Regions from separate parts of the Mus musculus genome. Here all the other regions are linked to region 2. A link is a contact called in public Hi-C and HiChIP or PLAC-seq data. All regions are on one chromosome and are shown on one strand. The core of a region is the stretch at or near the end of the contact, and the rest is flanking DNA. Distances in the headings are between cores, read along the strand shown.

Region 1 (3,586 bases), core at 872-3,371, 84 kb after region 2:
CTGGAAGTTTATTATGTAGAGCCACCTTGGATGCCTTCGGGATACACAGACTCTATTTAACGATGTTGCGGGAAATCTCCAACCCAAATATGCCCAGCAATGAAAACGCAACTCAATTAATATGAATACATGCTGTGCACCTAGATTGGGCACATCTACCACTACACTATCATCTTCACCATCTGTGAGACCCCATATAACTTGTAGTTTCTCCAGGCCATGTGCTTCTGCTCAGCTGTTCTTCCACCTCCTCCTCTGTCCTCCTTGTCCTCTCTCCCTTTCTCTCCCCAACCTTCAACTCCACCTTCTCCTCTTTTCTCTGCCCAGTCACCAGCTCTAGCTTTTATTTTACAAATTAAGGTGGGAAGCAGGTTTACAGGAAATCACCTGAGTGCTGACTCATTCCTTGTTCACAACCCCTCACCGGAGAACGGAATTAACATCAAATATAATTAGCCCCAGGGCTAGTATCCTCAACAGAACTCTCCTGTTCAGATATCTCTAACAGCCTCTTCTGGTCTCAGCCAGAAAGACTCTAGTATTTAGGATATGTGTTCTTCTGTTGCTCCAATCAAGGCTACCCTCCCTATGTCACAGTATCTATTCCAGACCTAGAGTGTGGGATGTAATGTTTTAAAAGACTTTTTTAAAAAATTTTTTGACAACTGTCATAAAGGGATTTCGGCCAGTGAGGGTATGGAACATAACCCTGCAATCCCAGATCTCCATAAGGAGTGTAAACAACACATGGTATGACTATGAGGGAATAATATTCACTCGTTAAAAAGAAGAGAATCCTAATGCATACCACAATGTGAATGAAGTTAGATAATATGTAAATGAAATAAACCTAATTCCACTTTTACTAGTTACCAGTCATAGGCAAATTCATAGTAAGAGAAAGTAGAATAGAGGTTACCAGGTACAGTGAGGAAAGGGAAATAAAGATAGTTATCATTTCATTTCTGAGACATTTCTGTTTGGAATGATGAAAAGATTCTGGGAACTGATTCTGGAGGCTGCTGCAGAGGAGTGTGAACACATCTGCTGCAGAGGAGTGTGAACACATCTGCTGCAGAGGAGTGTGAACACATCTATCAGTGGCATTAAATTACACACCCGAAATGGTTTGAATAGTAAACTTCATTTTGTGTGTGCGTGTGTATGATACTTCTTATCACAATAACGAAAAATTAAATGTTGAAATAAAGGAGAGCTTAAGAAATCCCTAGGAGGGATTACAGCCTGAAAGAAGCAGTTTGCGAAGGAGATCATATGAGGGAGGGTGGGGGAAAGATATGGACTGGGTGGAGGAGGGTCTGTCATATTTTGGTTCTTTCTGGTTCTGAAGCCAGGAGTGACCTGCCTTTTGTTATGCCATGGCTCTTGTTCACACAGGCTGCCTGGAGAGCAAAGCTCATCTGTTTTCATTGGCATCTCAGGACCTCAAGGGTTGGTGGTACAAGTGTGAGTTAAGTAGTTGATAGTGAATAAATGTCACAATGTTGAAATTCTGGGAAACAAAAGAAAGAAGGCAACATAGTGACTGAGCACTGCTTAACAGTGGCCTTCTTTGTAAAGCAGAAAGGTGCACACTAACTCTACAAGTTGATGGCTGAGATCCTCAGGTTTATAACAATAATGCAGATGTCTGACCCTATGACTGTGGGCATTTTCCTTGATAAGGAAATATACTTTCCACCTTAAGGTCTTGTGTTGTCTCCTCTCCCTGGAATGTCAGCCTTCTGTCTCAACACAGTCACACCCTCCACCTCCTCTACTCATTCAATGTAAAAGCTGCCCTTAGAGATGAGCGTGTTCCACTTACTCAGATATACTTGGAAAACCCCTGTGAAGGTTTAGCCACTCCTTCCCCAGGCCTGGTTCGCCTCCAATCATCCCATCTGCCTTCTTCTTCGAACGCACATGTGCCTTTCCTGCTAAACTGCAGATTTAAATTCAGTACGGGGGTGGGGGGGGGATATCACATCTGCTTGGATGGGACAAACGGATGAGATAGAACCAAGTGGGTGTGAAGCACTCACTCACTAACATGTCTCTGCCTAAAACATAAACCACAAAGAACAGAGAGTAGCCTCTTCCAAACAGAACTGTTTCCTTTTGATGTTCAGTGTGCCTGTGTCATATCTAAAGAGACACTTGGAGGAGCCACATCTTGTAGTCTCTGCAGTATTAAGTTTCCTGGTTCTTTTTGTTGCTACTGTTCTTAGACAAGGCCTTACAATGTAGCTGGTGCTAGCCTGGTACTGGCTATGTAGACCAGGCTGACCTCCAACCCAGAGAGAGCTTCCTGCACCTGAAATGTTGAGGTTAAAGGTGTGTGCCACCGTACCCATCCATTTTCTCAGCTCTTTGTTCTCATATCCAAGATACTCCCAGGTTTGCTGATGATTTAACTGCAGCAAAACAATAGAGGTGCCCATGTAAGGAAAAGGTGTGTATACAAATAGTTACTAATTCTAACTCAAATCCAAAATTCTGACCCTGGATTCTATCTTCAGTTTAAAGGGAAATGAAAAGAGTGAGCTCTCTATTTGAGACGAGGTCACGTGGTCTGAACCCATTACCTAGAGCATGGTTCTCTTGCCTGTAATCCTAGCACTTAGGAAACTGCAACAGGAAGATTGGTATGAAGTCAAAGCCACCCTCAACTACTTAGTAGGCCTGAGGTACCATGTGAGACTGTACTGTCCACATTGACCATTTAACATGACGAACTTTATGGGGTTGTACAGTGACATTTCTCCATTTGTAAAGAACTCAGTCATGCCTAGTGTAGTAATGCACACCTGCAAACCCAGCACTGATACCAGCCCGAGGCAGTGGAATCAGCAACTGAGAGCATGTGAGATTGTCTCAGTTAAAGATTAAAAACTGAGGCTGGAGATAGCTAAAAACTGAGGCTAGGTATAGCTAAGTTGATAGAGTGCTAACCTAGCACTTATGATTCGGTTGGGAAACAAACCCAGCACCTAGACTGATTCCCAGCACCGCATAAACCAGGCGTGCACACCATGCCTGAGATACCTGCGCTTTCCCGGTGGAGTCAGGAAGATCGCTACATAGTAACATTGCAGCCAGCCTTGGGCCCTGGATACCCCTGTCTATGAATTGAAAATATCAGCTGAACTTTCAGTTCTACCAAGCTCTGCATCCCCTGTGTGGAGGATTGGTGTGGGAAGAAGCAATGGTCTCTCTTTACAGGCAGCGTACTAGGGATCTGGTGCAACTATGCTCTTCAGCACTAAACCTCATCAGATGAGCCATAGTTTTCTGCTCGATGTTCTAGCCGCAGCACCTCAGCCACAGCTAGTTAGCACTTAGTCATTAACCACCACTGTGAGAGACTGCAGCTTACAGCTACTCTTCCACAGGCTAAACTGTTCAGGTTACTAGATGTCAAACCCATTTTGTGCTCTTCTGTGAGATTGCTCTAAGCAAACTGAAGTTACTGGGGCCCGGGAGGCACAATAAATTGACTCCTAGAGAAATACCTTCAAGTGTCAGGCACCAGGGAATGTGTGATCTGAAATAACAGATAAAGAGGCGTACAAAATGCTATAAA
Region 2 (3,735 bases), core at 1,110-3,609:
AATAGAATTCCTATGGAAGTACTGCTGGCATCCACATGAATACCAGATGAGTTCATTACTATCTACGTTATTGCAATGAATACCAAATGAATTAATAATGCTGGAACACTCAAAATGAAGTGTTAACAAGTGTTGTGTTATAACAAATACGGTTAAATATTATGTGATTAAAGTTATTATAAGCTGAGTCTCAATCAAAAGAAAGCAAAATTTCAGGTCCAATACAGGGACTGAAGAGTAGAATCAAACCAGTATTGCTAAGCATCGTGATTCTTAACTTTGAACATCCCTTAAAACCTTCTACAAAATACTATAATCATTTAAATTACCTTGGTTCACAGTGGCAGAGGTGGAGGGTGGAGGTGGACAGAATGATGAGAAGAGGGTGGGAAGGGGGTGGGCTGTGAATAAGAGAAACTCACATCTGAAAGAATTCAGTTCAACTTGGAAGTAAATATATGATTTTCCATACGTGCACATTTAAAAGCATGGAGTTTCTAGTCCATCTTTCTTACGACATGCTTATTTATATAAAATAAAAACTTAATATATTTTAAGAAATTAAACTAATGATTAATAAGAACATTTCAGCTTTCTGACTAATGTCCTACGTTACAGAATCCACACCAATATTCATAATCCAGCCCAACTACGTATATGTACACGACTGCCTGCCTTCTGCTGCAGCAAAGCTGGATTCTGCATGTGTATGGCATTATTTATGCACTTAGATGCAGTGTATTGTAACGATTCATATCTATTATAGATTTAGTAAGACACGAAGGCATAAGTGGATTTAATCAGACATGTAATTATTTTTATGCCTCCAACTCAAAAATATGCGTAAATAAATTTATGGTTATTTGGCAATCAGTGAGAATGGTCTTTATAAATGTTGAAACAGCTGCTGGCAAACATATTTGCAAAAGAAAGAGGATGGTTCTTATCTTCCAACCAGCAAGCGATAAAGGGATGAGTTAGCTGGGAATGCACTGTCCTAGCTGTTAAATATTTGTTTCATCATCTTCAATATTACACAAACATGCATTCAACATAAGGAAACCTGGCATTTCTTTCCCTTTGTGGGAAAGGAGCTCATTTTCTCAGAGGAGCACATTTTCTCAGAGGAGAACCTTGGAGCACACCTATACGTTACAATGCTCTTATTTTCTAGTTCTGAGTAGCTGCTGTCATGCTGTTTGACTTCCACATTCCCGTTTATTCTGTCATTGGTGGTATCGTTCCGGATCTTGAGATGGAACATTCTCATTTGAAATAATGGGCTACGATGGCGTGCGCACTTCTGTCAAATATGTTGATTCTGGCGTCTGTTAGGGTTGCTGCTCTGACTTTCACAGTGGCTTTAAGACATTTGTAAAACTTTGCCGGGAAGGATAGTAACTGGCAATCTTCGAGTTAGCTGGTTATGATTACTTCTCTGTGTTGAAACATCTAATAAATTATGCATCTAAAAATGTAGATCTTGGACAAATACTCTGAGAAAAATCTAATTTTCTTGAAATATATCTTTTTTCATTCTCTCAAGTTTTCAGCTGAAATTTTGTGCTTTGGACTGTTGAGAAATTAATAGCATCGGCATCTGGTATCTTCTCTCTAACCTTCAGCAGAGAAAAAGCTTCTCAGAGCTCTCCTAATGTGTCAATTAGGACCTAGGCAGATTACTTCACGAGGAATTATGTATTTCATTTGTCTAGTATCAGGTATAAAAGAGTATAATATATTAAAGTAGGACACAACCAGGCACACTCGCGCGCTCAGGACTGGGATAGGCCATGTAAATAAAGCTGTCGCCCTGGCTTCCCAAGGTGAAGACTGTATCAGCCTGCGTTCTATGCTTATGATCATTTCCAATACTATCCGGTTGGGGTTAGTTAGCAGCCTTAGATGTCACGGTCACCCGACTTTTGTAAAATCATGGGGTTTCCTTTCATTCACGTATGTTGTTTCAGTGATCAGTAGTATTTCCAATAAATCATACACTAGCCAGTTGAAAGAGCTTCTGCCTGGTATGGGGGGGAAAAACCCTGCAAACGCGGCTAACTGATGCTTCGCCCGCTGCCCAGCTCGGCCGTGAGAGAAGCCGGGATCCTTGGAAAACCGCAGAGCGCCCTCTGTTGATGAAAAAGGCAACGCGCAGCGCGGGAGCGGACCCCAACCCTGTGGATCTGAAGCCACAACGCCGCGGTCGAAGAGTCCCATTTCTGACGTGGGAGAAAAAAATCCCGTTTAAAACTATAAGAATATTGATTTTTCTGGACACAGAAAGCACATATGACTGCAAGCTCCAAGAGAATGGTAGCATGGTAAGTATTTAAGTAGATACACGCACAAACATGCTCGTCTTTCAGTCTCTACTTGCCTAAAGCATTGGGTAAGGAGGCTTCTTTTCCTTCGATGGACACTCTACACGGGTTTGTTTCTATTCGTATTATTTGGGAACTGCCAGAAAACATGGCGTGAGCAATGATGCTAAATAGGTAGAGTCTACATTTCTTTTTCTTTCTTTCTTTTTTTTTTTAATGAAAGACTATAACTAAACCTCCTTTGAAAACACACACACACACACACACACACACACACACACACACACACAGCTACATCCCTTGACCTCCAAGAAGGAAAGACCAGAAAACAAAACCGCCACAACTGTTGACTTTTGCTGACTTTGGCTTAGTTTGTGTTTTATCACTTTCCAACTAAGTTCCAGCAAGCCTTTATAAAATAGTATACTGGGGTACAAAATTTTATTCGTGTGTGTGTGTGTGTGTGTGTGTGTGCGCGCGCGCACACGAAATTTAAAAGCAGTAATTCTATGATAAGAACTCTTCCGTTCTGTATTTCCATTTACTTCCTATTGGGTTGGGGAAGAAAATTAGTCTCACAGAAGTAACATCTTTACATTTTAAGGTCACTGCATATGCTAATTAGTTTTAAAAGCATAGTTGTTTTAGGATACCTTGTTCTGCCCAGCTTTTAGGTAGCAATTGAAAACGTTGCGTTCTTGACTTCCAGTTGTTGGGTGTTACAAACGTTTCTGAAAGACTGTATTCGGGAACTTGTTCAGACATACTGATGGCACAGGTGCTTATTAACCTAAAGCTGAGTATTTACAGCCACAGAATTAACTTGAGTTTGTGATTTGATTGCAATCTTTAATTCCTTTGTCTTAAAAGAAGACTTCTCTTTCTTGTAAGTTTCCTTTTCAAATTCAAAAAAGGAATCCAGAGACAAAATATTAGGCCTTGCTAAGAGAGTCACCAAGAAGGAAGGGAGGAGGGATGTGGAGAACTCTCAGAGTCGTTGCCAGCAGCCACGAAACTCGCCCAGATAAATCGCTCGGCGCACATTTTGATTTTTCCTCACAAAGACAATAAGAGTTTTAAAATAATATGCCTTTAGATTTTTCCTGTATCTTCCATCTTCGGCTATTTGAAGTCCCTACATGAATTCGATCACGCTCAACAGGATTTGTTCACTCAAGATGGGGCACAGGTGCTGAGGAAGTAATTTATGACCAGAGCCAGAATCCTGAGCTGAAGCTAACAGTGGGTACAGCAGTGCCTGGGAGGCTGTTAACATGCAAATCCCCACGAAACAGATGAAAACTGACAGACTTGGTGTCGTTCGGAGATTTCAGCCCACCCCAGTATTCAGGGGAACTGCAAACAGAGGAGGGCGAGACACTGCCGGATCCCAGGCTGGCCAGAGCATGTG
Region 3 (4,084 bases), core at 952-3,451, 67 kb after region 2:
TCCCAGGACCCAACAGGGATATTAGCTGAAATGCCTAACAAAGGGGAGGAAGTACCTGTAGAGACCATATACAGAGGTTAGGTTGGGGAATGGGGCCACCACTCATCTCCAAACTTTTAACCCAGAATGATTCCTGTCTAAAGGAAATATGGGGGACAAAGTGTGGAACAGAGACTGAAGGAAAAGACACCCAGAGACTGCCCCACCTGGGGATCCATCCCACACTAACCCAGACATTATTGTGGATGCCAAGAAGTGCTTGCTGACAGGATAGTTGTCTCCTGAGAGGCTCTACCAGAGCTTGACAAATGCTCACAGCCAACCACTGGACTGAGCATGGGGATTCCAATGGAGGAGTTAGAGAAAGGACTAAAGGAGATGAAGGGGTTTGTGACCCCACGGGAAAAACAACAATATCAACCAACTAGACCTAGAGCTCCCAGGGACTAAACCACCAACCAAAGAGTACACAGGGGGTACCCATGGCTCCAACCACATATGTAGCAGAGGATGGCATTGTCTGACATCAATAGAAGAAGAGGCCCTTGGTCCTGTGAAGGCTTGATTCCCCAGAGTAGGGGAATGCCAGGGTGGTGAGGTGAGAGTAGATGGGTGGGAGGGGGAGCACCCTCATAGAAGGAGGGGGAGGGGGATAGGGTAGGGGAGTTCCAAAGGGGAAACTGGGAAAAGGGATAACATTTGAAATGTAAATACATAAAATACCCAATTATAAATAAATAAATAATAAATGAAAGTATCTCAAAGGAACAGAAGAGAGAAAATGTTAGAAAAATAATTTTATAGAAAATATTAATAGGCAAAAAGTTCAACAAATCCAAGGCAGAATAGATATAAAACCATTCTAAAATTACCATAGATTGCTAAAAGCTAAGAGGAAAGTTTGGAAGCCAAGTTGAATAACCAAGGTCAGCAAGATGGCAGTGTGTAAAGCACCTGCTATACAGAGTGAGGAGTTCAGTCATCATCAGACACAGTAATATGCATCTCTCATCCTAGTGCAAACCAAAGAGTCCCTGGGAGCTTGTGCTACCCTGGTTTACACAGTGGTGAACAAGAAAGGCTCTGTCTCAAACAAGATAGAACACAAGGACCAACACTCAGAGTTATCCTGTTCTTCACATGCACATATATGTACACTCACTTTCCCACAAAACACTATAAACACCATGCAATGCACATAATGTACATATATACACCATGCACACATCACACACAGACACCATGTACACACATATCATGCTCACACATACATACACCATACACACATACAATGCACATATATACACTATACACACACATCATACACACACACACCATGCACACACACATAATGCATATGTGTATATACTATAACCCATAACATAGACAGACACAGTATAAACACATATCAACCCCAAACATGCACACATATATATGCACACACACATCATATACACACATGCACACACACAATGTACATGTATACTCTATACACACACATCATCTACACAGACACCATGTACACCCATATTATGCCCACACATACAGACACAATGTACATATACATATCATATACACAGACATGCACACACAGTCACACATACACACATATTCACACATACACACACCATGCACAAACATACATGCATACATATGCACACACATACATACAAATGCATACATACACACACATGTACATACATGTACACTCACACATTCACACATATGCACAGATTCATACACTATGCACACGCACACAGAAATTAAGTAAGAGATGCATCCCACCAGGGAAATAATGACAGATAAATGATTTGCTCCTTCTAAATCAAATCCAGAAAACGATGGAAAGATACATTTAATGTGCTTCTCTTTAAGAGTTCAACAGCCAGCAACAACATACTCCCAAAGTGAAGAGAAAATAAAGACACTGTTAGATAAACAAAAAATAAATTTAACATAAGTGCATCTGCACCAGAAGAAAAGCTAAAGCAATTCTTCATGCTGAGCAGAAATGACAGTGGGTGCCACCAGGATCCATCAAAGGGATGAGGACAACTGTGGAGTGTGGCTTAGCACATGTTACCTGTGTGACACGCCCAGTACCACCAGAAAAATGATCAAACCCAGAGATAGCAGATAGGTGGGGTAAACATGGGAGCTGTGTCAGCAAGAGAGGGCTGCCAAAATAAACTACCATAGACTGGGAGGCTTTAATGACAGGAACAGACATTTCTCACAGTTCTGAGCTCAGAGTTCATGATGGTGGCGTGATAGGATTGGTTTGTGGTAAGAGAACATGACTCTCCTCTCCCTTGTGTGTCTACATGGTCTGATTTCTGTGTATGTGGGTCTCCTCTACTTGGAAAAGTTCATGCTAGATTAGGAACTACCAAAATAACTTCATCTTAACTTATGCCACACTGAAGACTTGAAATATACATTCTTCTAAAATGTCAAGATTTAAACTTCAATGTATCACAACTTAGCCATAACAAATCTTTTCTATTTTTTTTAAATATATGGAACTATTTTAAGCACAAATTATAGTATTATATCTGTTTCTTATCTAGCTTTATTCTGTTGCTATGGCAAACACCATGATCAATAAGCAACTTAGAATAGTGATGGGTTTATTTCATTTTATAGCCCATCACTGTGAGAAGTCAAGCAGGAACTCTAGCAGAAACTGAGGCAGAGGCAATGGAGGAAAGCTGCTTGCTGGCTTGCTTACGGGTTCATGCTCAGTTAGCTTTCTAATAAGGCCTAGAACTGCTTGCCTAGGGAATGGTGCTGTCCACAGTGGGTTAGATGCTGCTGCGTCAATTAACAATCAACATAATCTCTCAGGCCAATCTGATCTAGGCAATGCCTCAGTGGAAATTTCTGTCTTAAGTGACTTTAGACTTTGTCACATTTACAATTAAAACTAATTAGGAAAATAGGCTTATAGCATACATAAATGTGACTAAGAGCAAGAGAATTAAAGGAAATGTGCTATTTCAAAAATCTCGGGCTGGTGAGATGGCTCAGTGGGTAAGAGCACCCGACTGCTCTTCCGAAGGTCCGAAGTTCAAATCCCAGCAACCACATGGTGGCTCACAACCACCCGTAATGAGATCTGATGCCCTCTTCTGGTGTATCTGAAGACAACTACAGTGTACTTACATATAATAAATAAATAATTCTAAAAAAAAAAAAAAAAATCTCTACATTTTCTCAAAATATTTCAATATTAATTTAAAATAAACTGTGATAAAGAACTATGTCATAATCCCTAGAGAAATTGATAAAAACAACATCCAAAAGCCATAGATAGATGGACTACTGATCAAGAGATAATGATAATGTAATAAAATGTAAGAAGAATAAGATTTAAATGAGGAAAGATAATTTTTGAGGTAAAAAGAAAAACAAATAGCAAATGGCAGGACTGATAAGTCATACTGCTAATTGCTTTAGATGTGAGGAAAGGAAATATATTCTTTCTAAAGTAGAGGTTGAATGTGGGGGAGGGGCTCAGTTATCAAAGCATGTCTAGGTCTTAAGACTCAATCCTGAAACAATAAATAAATAAGAGCCCCAGACTGAATTTTAAAAGAAAAAGGGAAAATTTATTTACTGTCTCTAAGAGAGCATCCTAAATTCTAAGAATTTAGATTCTTAGATTCTGGGGAGGCAGAGACAGGTGGCTTACTAAGGCCCTCTGACCAGCCAAACCAGCCTATTTGGTCAGTGCCAGGCCAGGGAGAAATTCTGTCTCAAAATAAAGGTAGACAGTACTTGAGGTTGCCCCCTGGTTTCAACACTTACAAGAAAATATATGTATGTGTATGTACATGCACACACATGTGCATGCGTGTGTGTGCACACCCACCTACTAGCATTTATAAGAACATAAACACACAAAAATATACATATATGTGTTTGTGGCCATAATTGACTTTACATAGTTCCTAGTGACTGATAGAATAATCAGAAGAAAAAAAAAAAAAAACCTAAGTGATATTTCTGCATCTCTTCTTTTAAGTGCCTAGAGAGTTATCACCAAGATAGACCATAGGTACAGTTGAAAATATTGAAATCT

Evidence for each region. A called contact is a pair of places that touch in the nucleus more often than the background predicts. HiChIP or PLAC-seq counts read pairs in DNA pulled down with a chosen protein or histone mark.
Region 1: a contact with region 2 is called in a BATF HiChIP or PLAC-seq map of CD8 T cells, with 20 read pairs. The contact joins two enhancer-like sites. A contact is called at or near these places in 4 of 484 Hi-C or Micro-C datasets (CD4 T cells, Th1 cells, Th2 cells and 1 more) and 2 of 115 datasets of contacts at active chromatin or transcription factors (CD8 T cells and memory CD8 T cells).
Region 3: a Hi-C map of CD8 T cells shows a contact between it and region 2, with 2.3 times the contacts expected there. The contact joins two enhancer-like sites. A contact is called at or near these places in 1 of 15 datasets of contacts at CTCF or cohesin (CD8 T cells), 10 of 484 Hi-C or Micro-C datasets (CD8 T cells, CD8 central memory T cells, Th1 cells and 5 more) and 1 of 115 datasets of contacts at active chromatin or transcription factors (CD8 T cells).

The regions. Positions count from the first base shown.
Region 1 is chr12:118,371,861-118,375,446 of GRCm38.p6, reverse strand. No RefSeq gene overlaps it. Among named protein-coding and RNA genes, the nearest start is that of Sp4, 72 kb to the right of the region's middle. Within about 2 kb of position 2,121, at least 34 of the 459 cell types and tissues checked have an H3K27ac peak or open chromatin away from gene starts, as enhancers often do. A contact at or near this core is called in CD8 T cells and memory CD8 T cells, where this site is marked.
Region 2 is chr12:118,456,340-118,460,074 of GRCm38.p6, reverse strand. No RefSeq gene overlaps it. Among named protein-coding and RNA genes, the nearest start is that of Gm25577, 47 kb to the left of the region's middle. Within about 2 kb of position 2,359, at least 12 of the 459 cell types and tissues checked have an H3K27ac peak or open chromatin away from gene starts, as enhancers often do. A contact at or near this core is called in CD8 T cells and memory CD8 T cells, where this site is marked.
Region 3 is chr12:118,389,073-118,393,156 of GRCm38.p6, reverse strand. No RefSeq gene overlaps it. Among named protein-coding and RNA genes, the nearest start is that of Sp4, 90 kb to the right of the region's middle. Within about 2 kb of position 2,201, at least 9 of the 459 cell types and tissues checked have an H3K27ac peak or open chromatin away from gene starts, as enhancers often do. A contact at or near this core is called in CD8 T cells, where this site is marked.